Linked DNA regions of Arachis hypogaea: region 1 is linked to region 2. Evidence: chromatin contacts called from public Hi-C data. All regions are on one chromosome and are shown on one strand. The core of a region is the stretch at or near the end of the contact, and the rest is flanking DNA. Distances in the headings are between cores, read along the strand shown.

The links. A called contact is a pair of places that touch in the nucleus more often than the background predicts.
Region 1: a Hi-C map of leaf shows a contact between it and region 2, with 4 times the contacts expected there. The contact joins the promoter of LOC112771889 here to the promoter of LOC112769269 in region 2. A contact is called at or near these places in 5 of 8 Hi-C or Micro-C datasets (all in leaf).

What each region holds. Positions count from the first base shown.
Region 1 is chr18:11,758,314-11,763,951 of arahy.Tifrunner.gnm2.J5K5, forward strand. LOC112771889 reads left to right here and starts at 4,155. Exons shown (of 2, transcript XM_025816725.3): 1 at 4,155-4,679. The coding sequence starts at 4,445.
Region 2 is chr18:11,525,397-11,531,100 of arahy.Tifrunner.gnm2.J5K5, forward strand. LOC112769269 (phospholipid-transporting ATPase 2) reads right to left here and starts at 3,247. Exons shown (of 25, transcript XM_025813734.3): 1 at 2,974-3,247; 2 at 1,886-2,113; 3 at 1,079-1,292; 4 at 745-861; 5 at 494-586; 6 at 214-388; 7 at 1-122. The coding sequence starts at 2,010.

The DNA.
Region 1 (5,638 bases), core at 2,905-5,404, 230 kb after region 2:
CCGAATGCTTTAAAACCAGCATTTTATAGTTGGTCACTATCTTAACACTTAGCAACCGATTTAGCGACCGCTACCTTAGCGGCCAAATTAGCAACCAACTATTTTATCAACATATTTTTAAGTCGGTTGCTAATTCGGTCGCTAAATTATAAAATAGCAACCAATTTAGTGACCGAATGCGTTAAAACCATCATTTTACAGTTGGTCGCTAAATCGATAGCTATCTTAACACTTAGCAACAGATTTAGCGACCAACTTCTTAGTGACCGATTTAGTGACTAACCACCATGAAGCTTGTTTTGGTTGCTAAGTTAAAAAAATAGCGACCGACTAGATTAGCTTTGTCATCGGTAGCTAAATCGGTCACTAATTTTTGTTTGAGCGACCAATTTAGCAACCAAGAGTGGGTGGTCACTAAATCGGTCACTAATTGAAATTTAGCGACCGATTTAGTAACCGATTTTTTTTAAATCCTAGAAAAGTTTGATTGGTTGTAAAATTAGTCGCTAAAATCGGTCGCTATTTTGAAACTTTCTTGTAGTGTGTAATTGCTCCATCATCTGAAATTGATTCTAAGATTTTCTGCAAACATGATCAACTAACATAAGAAGTTATGGCATATGGAATTACTTTTTGTCTCTATTTTTTTTTACTTTTCCTTCTTATTTTGTGGTTGATTAAATTTTTGTAAGACCGTTTATAGGTGCAATGGATGGGCATATAGATGGGTTTTCCTGTATGGCCAAGAATCCTACCCAATTGAAATAGATATTTTCTGGTGCAATGGATGGAGGTACTTCAATTCTCCCTTATTTATTTCTCATGAGTATATGAATGTTCCATTGTTTGGGAAAAATTGGCTGAAAATTTATGCTTCTAGCTCTTGGGCTATTGAAAGAAACAGCAAGAGTGAATTCTGATTGTGAAGAATCTTCTACACATTAGTGCTTTATATAATATAATTTTTTTTTTCTAATATAGTAATGCATCTGTTCTTTACAATTATGTCTGTCTGTTTATAAACTGCATTTTTTGTTTTGGAGACAGTGTTAGACTTTGGAATACTTCTGTTGATAATCTCATAGAGTTGGGTCACTCAACTAAGAATTCTGTAGAGGTAAGATGTTAGTTCATTTTTCTTATTCCTTTTTCAGCAGTTATCCTTCCTCATACAATTTTGCAAACACTCTTCTACAGCCAGCAAGTGTTCATGTTGGGAAGAATGCACTTTTGTAAGTATTGATGTGATTCACCAGAAAAATATTGAAACTTGTTTTAATATTATTTTTATGTGTAGCTTGCTCTTGAATGTTTAGGACTGTTGATCACCAGTGGGATGGTGAACTGTTTGCCACAACTGGCGCCCAAGTAGATATATGGAATCACAACAGGTGTCAGTTTATTTATTTCGGACAAAGAACTTACCCATTTTCTTAATCTTTTTTTCCCTTTAGAATTTCTTTTTATTGGTTTGTCTTTCATATTGCATATCTGAGCCTATAAGTAGTTGGGTCATTTTACTTCTGTTTCCCCTGCACGATGCATGAGTTCCTGCCCGTCTATGTATGTAATGTTTGAGTTTGAATTTGTTATGAGTTACTTATTTGTCTAACCTGTTTTATTATAGTGACCGAGGTATAATGTTATACGATCTATGTATGGCTTCTCCAGTGACAAAAATGACAATGATGGTAATTATTCTATTTAATTAGTTTCAATTTCAACACAGGTGTAGATTTTCATTTTCCTAAGTCGAGCAATCAATTTTACTTTACTTTAATTAGTAACTTATTCTCTTATTTACTTCTAATTTCATAGTAGATTATATCATCGGTTCATTTCTCTATTGCATTCTTGCTATCATCATCATATGTGTTCTTTCAGTTTGCATTTTTATCCAAATTACTTATTCATGACTATACTGACCTTTTTCTCCCTATGTGGCAGACCAAAACGAATTCGATAGCATGGAACCCAATAAAACCAATAAATTTCACAGCTGTAAGTTCATGAGATGAATTTAACCAGTGTTTTTTTAAGCTATTATTGTATAAAATTTTGGTTTTAGCTAACTTCTAAAATATTTATCTATGTTTTTGAAATTCTATCTTTTCAATTATTATTTGTATTCTTATGGATAAATTGCATGACCATGCAGGAAAATAAAGATGGAAATTGCTATAGCTATGATGCTAGAAAGTTAGATGAAGCCAAATGTGTTCATATGGATCCTGTTTCTGCAGTGTGAGATCAATGTTTCCTAAAAATTTACTATATTTTTCATTGTGTGCATATATATACAATTTAACAATAGACAGTTTTGTGACATAAAATGGATATATTTATTTAATAGAATAGTTGATTTTAAGCCTTACAATGCTATTAAGCCTTAAAAATAGCACTCCAGCACCATAAATTAGTTCAAGAAACCTAGAAAGTAGGAATCATTATTCCTTATGAAACTATATTAGGTGCTTGAGATTATTCTATTTTTTTTCTCTGCATTAACTTCACAATAAGAATTATATTTTGTTGAGTAATAAAGTACCTATGAGTAACACTATATGAATGCTACAGTTGAGTTAAATAGTAGTATTTGGCTTAATAATTGCTAATTATTAAGTTTAATCAATTATGATGTAAAGAAAATAAGTTATAGTAAAAAAAAATAGTATCACATGTAGTAGTTTAGCAGTTATTTTTTTTAAATATCATGTAAAAAACTGCGGTAGGTTAAAAATTGCTATATTTTTTTTAAAGCATCTATTAGAATTGTGACAATTCTAAACCGCCACAATTTAACAAAAAAAACTAGTAAAGCAAAATCAATTATCTGATTAGCGGCAGTTATATCAGCGGTTGCTGAAAATCGCCGCAAAATCAACTACCTGCGCTACTAACTAAGGCGGTTCACTCAACCACTGATATTGGTTTTGGTGGCGGTTTAAAACCACCGTTAATAACAGAAAAAACCGCCGCAAATCTCCATTCTTCTTGTAGTGTTTTATCATTGAATTTATGAGACTTATCAATAGAAGTCGTCTTATTTGCTATTTTTCTTTCTTTGGATAAGGACAAATACCTTTTTTATTGGCATTATTGTTGTACACTGTATATTAAATACATAAAAAATTAGCAGTACACATTTAAAATCATAAAAATTCATGCTAATTATTTTATTAACACATCTAAAACTCATAAAAAATTCAAAACATATTAAATATTGATTTATAACTTACACCTCCAATATTATAAGATTTGTTGATAACTCATCCTAAACCGTTCATGAAACAAATCAAAACTTTATATTAAGAATGTATAAAAACTTAGCATTATCTAAAAATATCACCGTTATCTAAAAATATCACCATCATTTATAACATGGTAGTTTTAATTGACCATTGATAAGGAGGGTTGAAAATTTCACCATATTTAGATAGCTATTAGAAATGCCATATAATTCAGTAAATAGTATGTTGAAAATAATTTTACTTAATTGCATGAGACAGACGCCAAAAAAAACATAGTAGCAATAAATATCATTATACAAAAAAACCAAAACTGAACTAAAAAATCACAGTCTTTCAAATAAATTTTTTTTTTTGTTGAACTCTCAACCCAATATTCAAGCATCTTTCAATTACATACTATTTCTGTGTAGACAACTAAAACTCACATAACTAGTTGTTTTCGCACAATAAATTCTGATTCACTCAAGCTTTTTACAAAAAAAAAAAAAAATACAAAAATTCACATACAATAATTGAAGTTCATAATAAATATCTGTTATGTGTATTTAATAGTTGATAATTGTTTATCAATTTCACATAAAAATAAACTACATGAGTCTTTCTATTCCAAAAAAGGGTAAAAAAATTCTCAATTTATACATACCTCTTAAGTATTATATTATTCTTTTTTTCTTTTTTATGGTATTTCTCAACCTGCTAAGTTAAGGACTAATCCGTCGCAGATCGGACGTTTATTTAAGGATTTGTCGCTGACCAATAATTACTGCATACACAAGACAGGATTCGAACTCTCAACACTTACTTAAGCAAATTAGTGAGCTAACCACTAGACCAACCCAAATTGGTTTCGGTACATTCTACTATTCTAGGTTCTAGCAAAATACTAGACTTGGTGAAGGGTACCCCATTTCTTTTTCTTGTTTTTTTTTCGGGTTTTGAAGGGTACTGATTCTTTTTGAAATCCTTACACCTGTGGGGGCCTAACTACATGGGCTAACAAAGTGTGGGCCCAATTACTCAAAATTCCCAAATCCAAAAACGAAAGGGAGAGAGTAGGGTTAGGGTTTAAGTTGAGTTTCTACTCTCTAGCTTATACCTTTGATTCCGTTTCCGTTTCCGTTTCGATCGATTATCTCGCATAGCGAACTGCAAAAAAGAAAGGGCGGAAAAAAAAAACGAAGTTTGTGAAATCAATGGCGACACCGGCGGCAAAGCGAAAGCCAGTGTTTGTGAAGGTGGATCAGCTCAAACCGGGAACAAGCGGTCACACGCTCACAGTCAAGGTTGTTAGCTCGAAGCCCGTCAAGACAGTCAGCAACCGTGGTGGTCGGACGTCGATGCTGGCGGCGGCTCGTCCTTCTCGCATCGCCGAGTGCCTCGTCGGAGATGAAACTGGAACCATAGTCTTCACTGCCCGTAACGAACAGGGTATGTTTCTTGTTTCTGTCATTTCATTTTTTGAAAGTTCAATCTGTGTATGTTATGTGTATGTAATTGTGATGATTTAAGTTCTATTTGGTGTGTGATCAAGGAAAAAACATGTAAAGTTGTTGACTTTGTGATAGGATTAGGCTTCAGTCCCTTACGTTAGAAGAAAATGGGGATTATGTATGCTGGAGTTGCTAGCAATCACACTTTGTTACTCGTGCATGTTGATTTAATAGCGAAAGTTGCTATGGCTGCCATAAAAGTTTCAATCAATAGTGTTTAATATCAAAGGATACATACCTCTTGGCCTGGCAATTTTACTGTTTAGGAGTTGAGTTCATTCAGGGAAGCTTTTTTTTTTTTTCCATTTGAAAAGCATGTTATGATTTTGAACTTAAAAAGGGAAACAATCCATGTTGCTAATGCTAACACAATAATTTCGCCCCATGCCTTTTGTACTTGCTATGTCTCTCCATTAGCTGACTTAAATGAGTTCTTCCGCAATTGGGTTGCCATATGTTTGTTGTTTCTTGGAGGAGAATTAGTGGGAAAACCAGCCGGTATTCTGAATGGTCTATGATATCATAGAGGTGATTATTGGTCGGTAACTTTAATTTTGAATTGTTAACGGACTTTCCGGTTAGGGCTTAAGTCGGAACCACATATTGATTCCTCTTTCCACTTTTGCGCATTACGAATTAAATACGCAAATGCTGTTAATTAATGTATTTAATTCTGTTAGTTCGAAGTTAGGTTGATCGTGATTTATGGTATCTTGCATGTTGTAACCAAGATATTTAACATTTCCCCTAGTAAGCCAAACATTATATGTGAATATGCATTAGCATCTGTGTGTGGAAACATGATACATTTTCGAGTCCATGGAGTAGTCAACATGTGTGGTCTACCAAACTGATGCTTTCTTTGTTTCTTTTCTACATTTGTTAGCACATGTTTTT
Region 2 (5,704 bases), core at 1,997-4,496:
AACCATTACAACAACAATTTGGAATACAAATATAGCACCAGTCAACTTGTCTATCATGGCATCCATAGCAGTGAGCTTTGGTTCTGGTATACCTCTACTCATGCCCAATTTGGTTTCGTTGCCTGAAGAAATATTGTGCGGTCAATGCATATTATTGAACTTTTTCAGAAGAACTATCTGATTTCATGAGTATAATGTTATCCATGTACTTGCCTGTGTACACAGCTACTCCACATGCCCACTCAGTGTTCCGTAAGTAACATGACTGGAGAACTGTGTTTTTAATGGTTAAAGGGCATATATCATTATCAATAAATGGGGGGAACAACCGCATGTTGGCATCAAACCTTCTGATGTCTTTATTTGGAGTGGGACACTCGATTACACCCTAGACGCACATACACACACAAAAGAAGAAAGTAATTAATTCATTGTTCAGTATAAACAGTTTTGTCAATAAAACTGCTAGCTAGTTACAGTAATAAAAATTTACCTTAATTTTGTGCAATAGTTCAACATCAATTCCCATGCAGGCAGAAGGTATGACTCTTGTCTTCAGATCAGTTTCACCATCCATTGCAGCAGTCTGAACAACATGCTATATCATAAGCTCTTTGAAATGCATATAATGAAATATGGTCTTTCCACAAATAAGAAAGATAAAGAAGAATGCTGGAACTATGTTGTCTGCAATGCCACAAAGAGAGCGTGTATCAATTTTAGCATGTTTCATGTCAAGCTTACCTCTATATAGCAAAGTCCTTGTGGATCAGAGGAGCCAATCAAAACAAGGTCACAAGGCACTTCATCATTTTCACGTAGCCATACTATATTACCTACATGAATATCCTGGGCTTGGATCTACAGCACCATCCATACAAGCATCCCAGAAAAGAAGGGGAAAAAAAGCAAGAAAGAACATTAGATTTACACATATAAAGAAACATGTTATATAATTTAACAAATGAAGAAGCTTATGTAACTTCCACTTCCTACAGTAACGAATGCAGAATAAGTCAATAAGTCATAACAAGCAGTGAATAAGTATATCTTTAAGAAAATCAACCATATTTCATACAAGTTTCTTGATGCCATTTCTGACAACCCAGACTTCTTTCTCATTTGCCTTCTTGTCTGACAGGTATCTATGGTAATCATCCCATGCCTCTTTTGTTGCAGAGACTGCAAAAATGAAGATAAGTGGACCCCATGTACTGGCAGGATTTACTGGAGTGATGAGAGACCATAGCTGTAGGCAAGCTATCAGCAAAAAGTACTGATTCATGAACCGGCTGAAAAAGGGGCAAAATTAGATGGGATAAGGAAAGAGCCAAGGCAATGTTTAAATAATTGACAGGAACAAATCATATTAGATATTCAAATTTCATTATAAATTTAACCCATCCCCCCCCCCCCCCCCCCAAAACACACACACACAAAAAGAAAACAAGAGAAGAAAACTGATGTGAATTGCACAACATAAAATTGAAAAAGAGAGGCCGAATCCCTAATCTAGGATTAATTACATGAATGTCAAGTAAAAAATTGTGCGCCATCATCCAAATCAATATGTGCAAGCTTATATTTTATATTTGATACTACATTCTTCTCTAATATCTGAAGTCTGAAGTCTGAACTCTGAATTCCTCATGAAAATTAAAAATGCATGTCTAAACACAGCAAAACACACATGGCATATCTTGGGGGGGGGGGGGGAGAAAAATTCACTCCATTGAATCAAAAGTTTGTTACTCAATATCAGAGAAGATGACAGGGAAAGGAGGTCATGCAGTAGAACCATGTAAATTATTCATGATTTTGCACCAACGTTACAGCACTAGCAGTTAAAATAGAGAGTAAAAAATACCATGTGCAGAAAGATTACCTGAACTGTTCCCATAAATTTTTTGGAATAAAGTTCAGCACAGTATACTTTCTGTTTGATATACGATTATCACAGTATAAATCATGAGCTGATTCATCATCATTTATATAAACATAACGCTTCATTGTTAAGCCCTGAGCATCTACTAGCTTATGTTATAGATATCTTCTACACCTTCACCACAATGCTCAAAGAGAACAATTGTGAAATATCCAAAATAGTCACATTCTGCAAGCAACAAGGAGAAGGGAAAATGATGTAAGACTTGTATATAAATTTTATTATGATAAGGAAGAGAAATAGGGGAGGTCTAAACAGATTTTCTCTACATTACAAAAATAAAAAAAGCACCATAATTATGCAGGACTGCAGGTCACTTCAGCACAACAAACACCATGCCATCCTTGACAATTCTAACTCCTAGAAGTTACTCAGCATGCAACTTATAATCTGTTATGCATAACCCCTTATGCTACCACACTCAACTGAATTTAGTTTCATCACATGTGCTACACCAAGTTTAACTACAAAAACTCCAGAACAATCAGCTGAATATCCGAGAAATTCTCACAGCAAATAAATAAAGAAGTCCATATTCTAATTACAAAAACAACAATCAGTTTCAGATGTTCATCACGACAATACTGGTTGCCGTATGCCCGAGGAACAAATTCACTGAACAGAGCCGGAAAATATTCATAATATATCATTCGCCATATAAATTTGAAAAATTAAGCTACGCTATTGTTCTCCACAGATCGATTTAAACCAAATTATCATGTATAAACGAGCTCCCTCATTCAGTTAACAAAACCTCACACCTCATCAGCTAATTACGCCAATGAAAAAGTCCTAACGCTAATGAAATGAAATCAATTCAACAACGAAACACACTAATTGATGAAAATCGAAGGGAGTACCAATCAGCTAGGAATCTAGTGAAGGTTAACGCGATCTAATTTAGTAGTTTAATACGAATCGTCACGCGGCATGTAAACTATGCAATCGCTTCCAGACACAGATATTGAGAGAGAGAGAGAGAGAGAGAGAGAGAGAGAGAGAGAGAGAGAGAGAGAGAGAGAAGGTACCAGTGAAATGAATGTGATATTTGGTGGAATAAGTTGTTGAAGGTGATCGAGAAATGTTGGAGTGCGATCGTTCCCGTTCCCACCATTGACTATGGATGGGTTCGTTTCATGTTATTGTTTGTAGCTTCCTATTAAAATCGTGTCCTAGCTATACACTCCACTGCTACTTCCCATCCACCATTTCCAACCCCTTTTTTTGGACTCTTCTCACCTTCCCTTTGTTCTTCTGGTTTCTTATTTTTGTTTCTTTTCGCGGTTTCAGGTCTTTTGGATTAGACAGCCCAAATATCTTTGGACCTGAAAGCCCATTTATAGTGGACAAGATCATCCTTGTATTAATGAGCTCCCAAAACTGATAGGGTTAAAGGAAAAAAAAAGAGTCCATTATCATATTTAAATTTTTCTGATAATTTCCACAATTTTATATATAATTTTGTTTTTATTTTAAAAAGCACAGCATGGACCTTTGAAATACGTCATGAATTTCCTCTCAGAGGCCAATTTAAACTTGTTAACCTTTTTTTTTTTAATGAAAACTTGTTAGCCTTACTATGTATGTATGGTTGTATACTATATAAGTATATATTACTATTAGTCTTTTTTTTTTTTGGTTTCCATATATTACTATTAGTCTTTTTTTTTTTTTTGTTTCCATATATTACTATTAGTCTATTACTAATTAGATTGTGAGATCCTAATATTTGATCGTCTCGAATAATACTGCAAATAGTAGTACCTCAAAATCCAAGACTACCTACAGTTAGCTGATATAGCTCCTTACTTTATTATTATTAACATATGAAAATGAAGAGAACCATCTAGATGAACGTATATAATGTCTTAAGTGAATTTCGTTTTACTAATTCAATAATAATAATAATAATAATAATAATAATAATAATAATAATAATAATAATAATAATAATAATCTATTGTCCCTTTTCTATCTTCCTGAAAGTCGGTAGATCTAGATCCAGGACTATCATCACCGGTTTTGACCCTTTTTATTGTTTTATTTTTTAATGATTAACAAGTCACTTAAAATTTTTCAAAGAATATATCACGCATATCATTGAAAAATAAATTAATAACAAATTGGAAAAAGAAAATCATAATAGAAGAAACATCATTAATTATAAAAAAAATACTATGGACTAATATTTTTAGGGAAAAAAGTAAAAAAATCAGCTAATATTAATTCAAATATAAGATAAAAATATAATAAAGAAAAATGTAATTAAGCTAATAATATTCTCTTGATTATAAAATAATTATTACTGCTGTACATACATGTTCGTCTATCCAATGTACTCCAACTAACCACAGTACTTGTTTTATATTTTTATTCTGTCCTTGTGCACAGTTGTAGTATGATTGGAAATCAGCTTAACAAGAGGTTTAGGTATGTGAAGCGATTGCATATGAGTTGAACACGATTTCGGCTATTCAAAGATCGATAGAGACATCATACCCAAAGTTTTTTTGACCGTATACGCATGTAGCAACACCGTATTTGCGGGATTCCATCAAATTCATCACATATGATGATGCAAGTTCAAATATAATAAAGCTTAAAATGCATAAAAAAAATATAGAGTACCAACATATTATTTATCAATTTATTGTCAATAATAATTAATTATTATATTTTAAATACATATATAAAGAGATACGTTCAAAAATACGTGTCAAAATAAAAAACATTATCTCACTTTTTTTTTTAAATAACGCCGTTATCTAAAATTATTTTCAGGACGATTATTTTACTTGCATAATGTGTGAGATAAGCAGGTTATAACCCAAATTTATATGATGGACCATTAACTTGATAGGGAAATTAAAGTTTATCATTATCTAAGAAATTCAGCTCTATGTCTATAAACTTTGAGTAGTCTATGGTTTAGTTTGAACTTTGAAGGCAGCATGCAGAAGCAATCACATTATATTCCGCTTATCATGTAAAAGAAGAGACCAAAAATGATGTCATTAATTAATTAGAAGCAGCCATACATTATGCATTTAATCCCGCTACGTTATTAACATCGTTTCTTACCAACAATATTTCTGTCAATTTGCCAACTCTTATTTATAATTATATTTAATGGAGTATTTTTATGGATGTGTCTAATAAAAATATCTTTTTTATGTCTGTATTTAATAGAAGTGTCTTTATAGATATATTTTCTGGATATGTCTTTTTATATATGTGTTTAAAATATAATAATTAATTATTATTGACAATAAGTTAGCAGATAATATGTTGGTACTCTATACTTTTCCTTTTTCTTTTTCTAGTTTTAGTTATCTAAAAAAAAATTTAAACTATTATAATAATGATATTTAACAGAATGAACTAATAATATAAATGAAACAAATTAAAATTTTTAAAAAAATTTAATAGAGAAAAGGAAATATGGAAATCAAAACTAAAATTTAGCTTTCTTTAAATCTTTATTTTACTTAAAATTTTTACTATTTAATTTTGTAAATAAGTTGACAATGGTGATATATACTATATAGATGCAGAATAAAGAATTGCAACAGCTGATTTACACATATATGGGTGATCTTATTTTTAATTTTTTGGAATAATAAGGAATAATGAACTTTATACTTTTAAGTTATAAAAATTTTTATATCACTTTATAGTATTATTTATTTTAAAATTTTAAATTAATAAAAAAAATATATAAATAATTATATTTTTAATAAACATTTGTACACGTTTAGC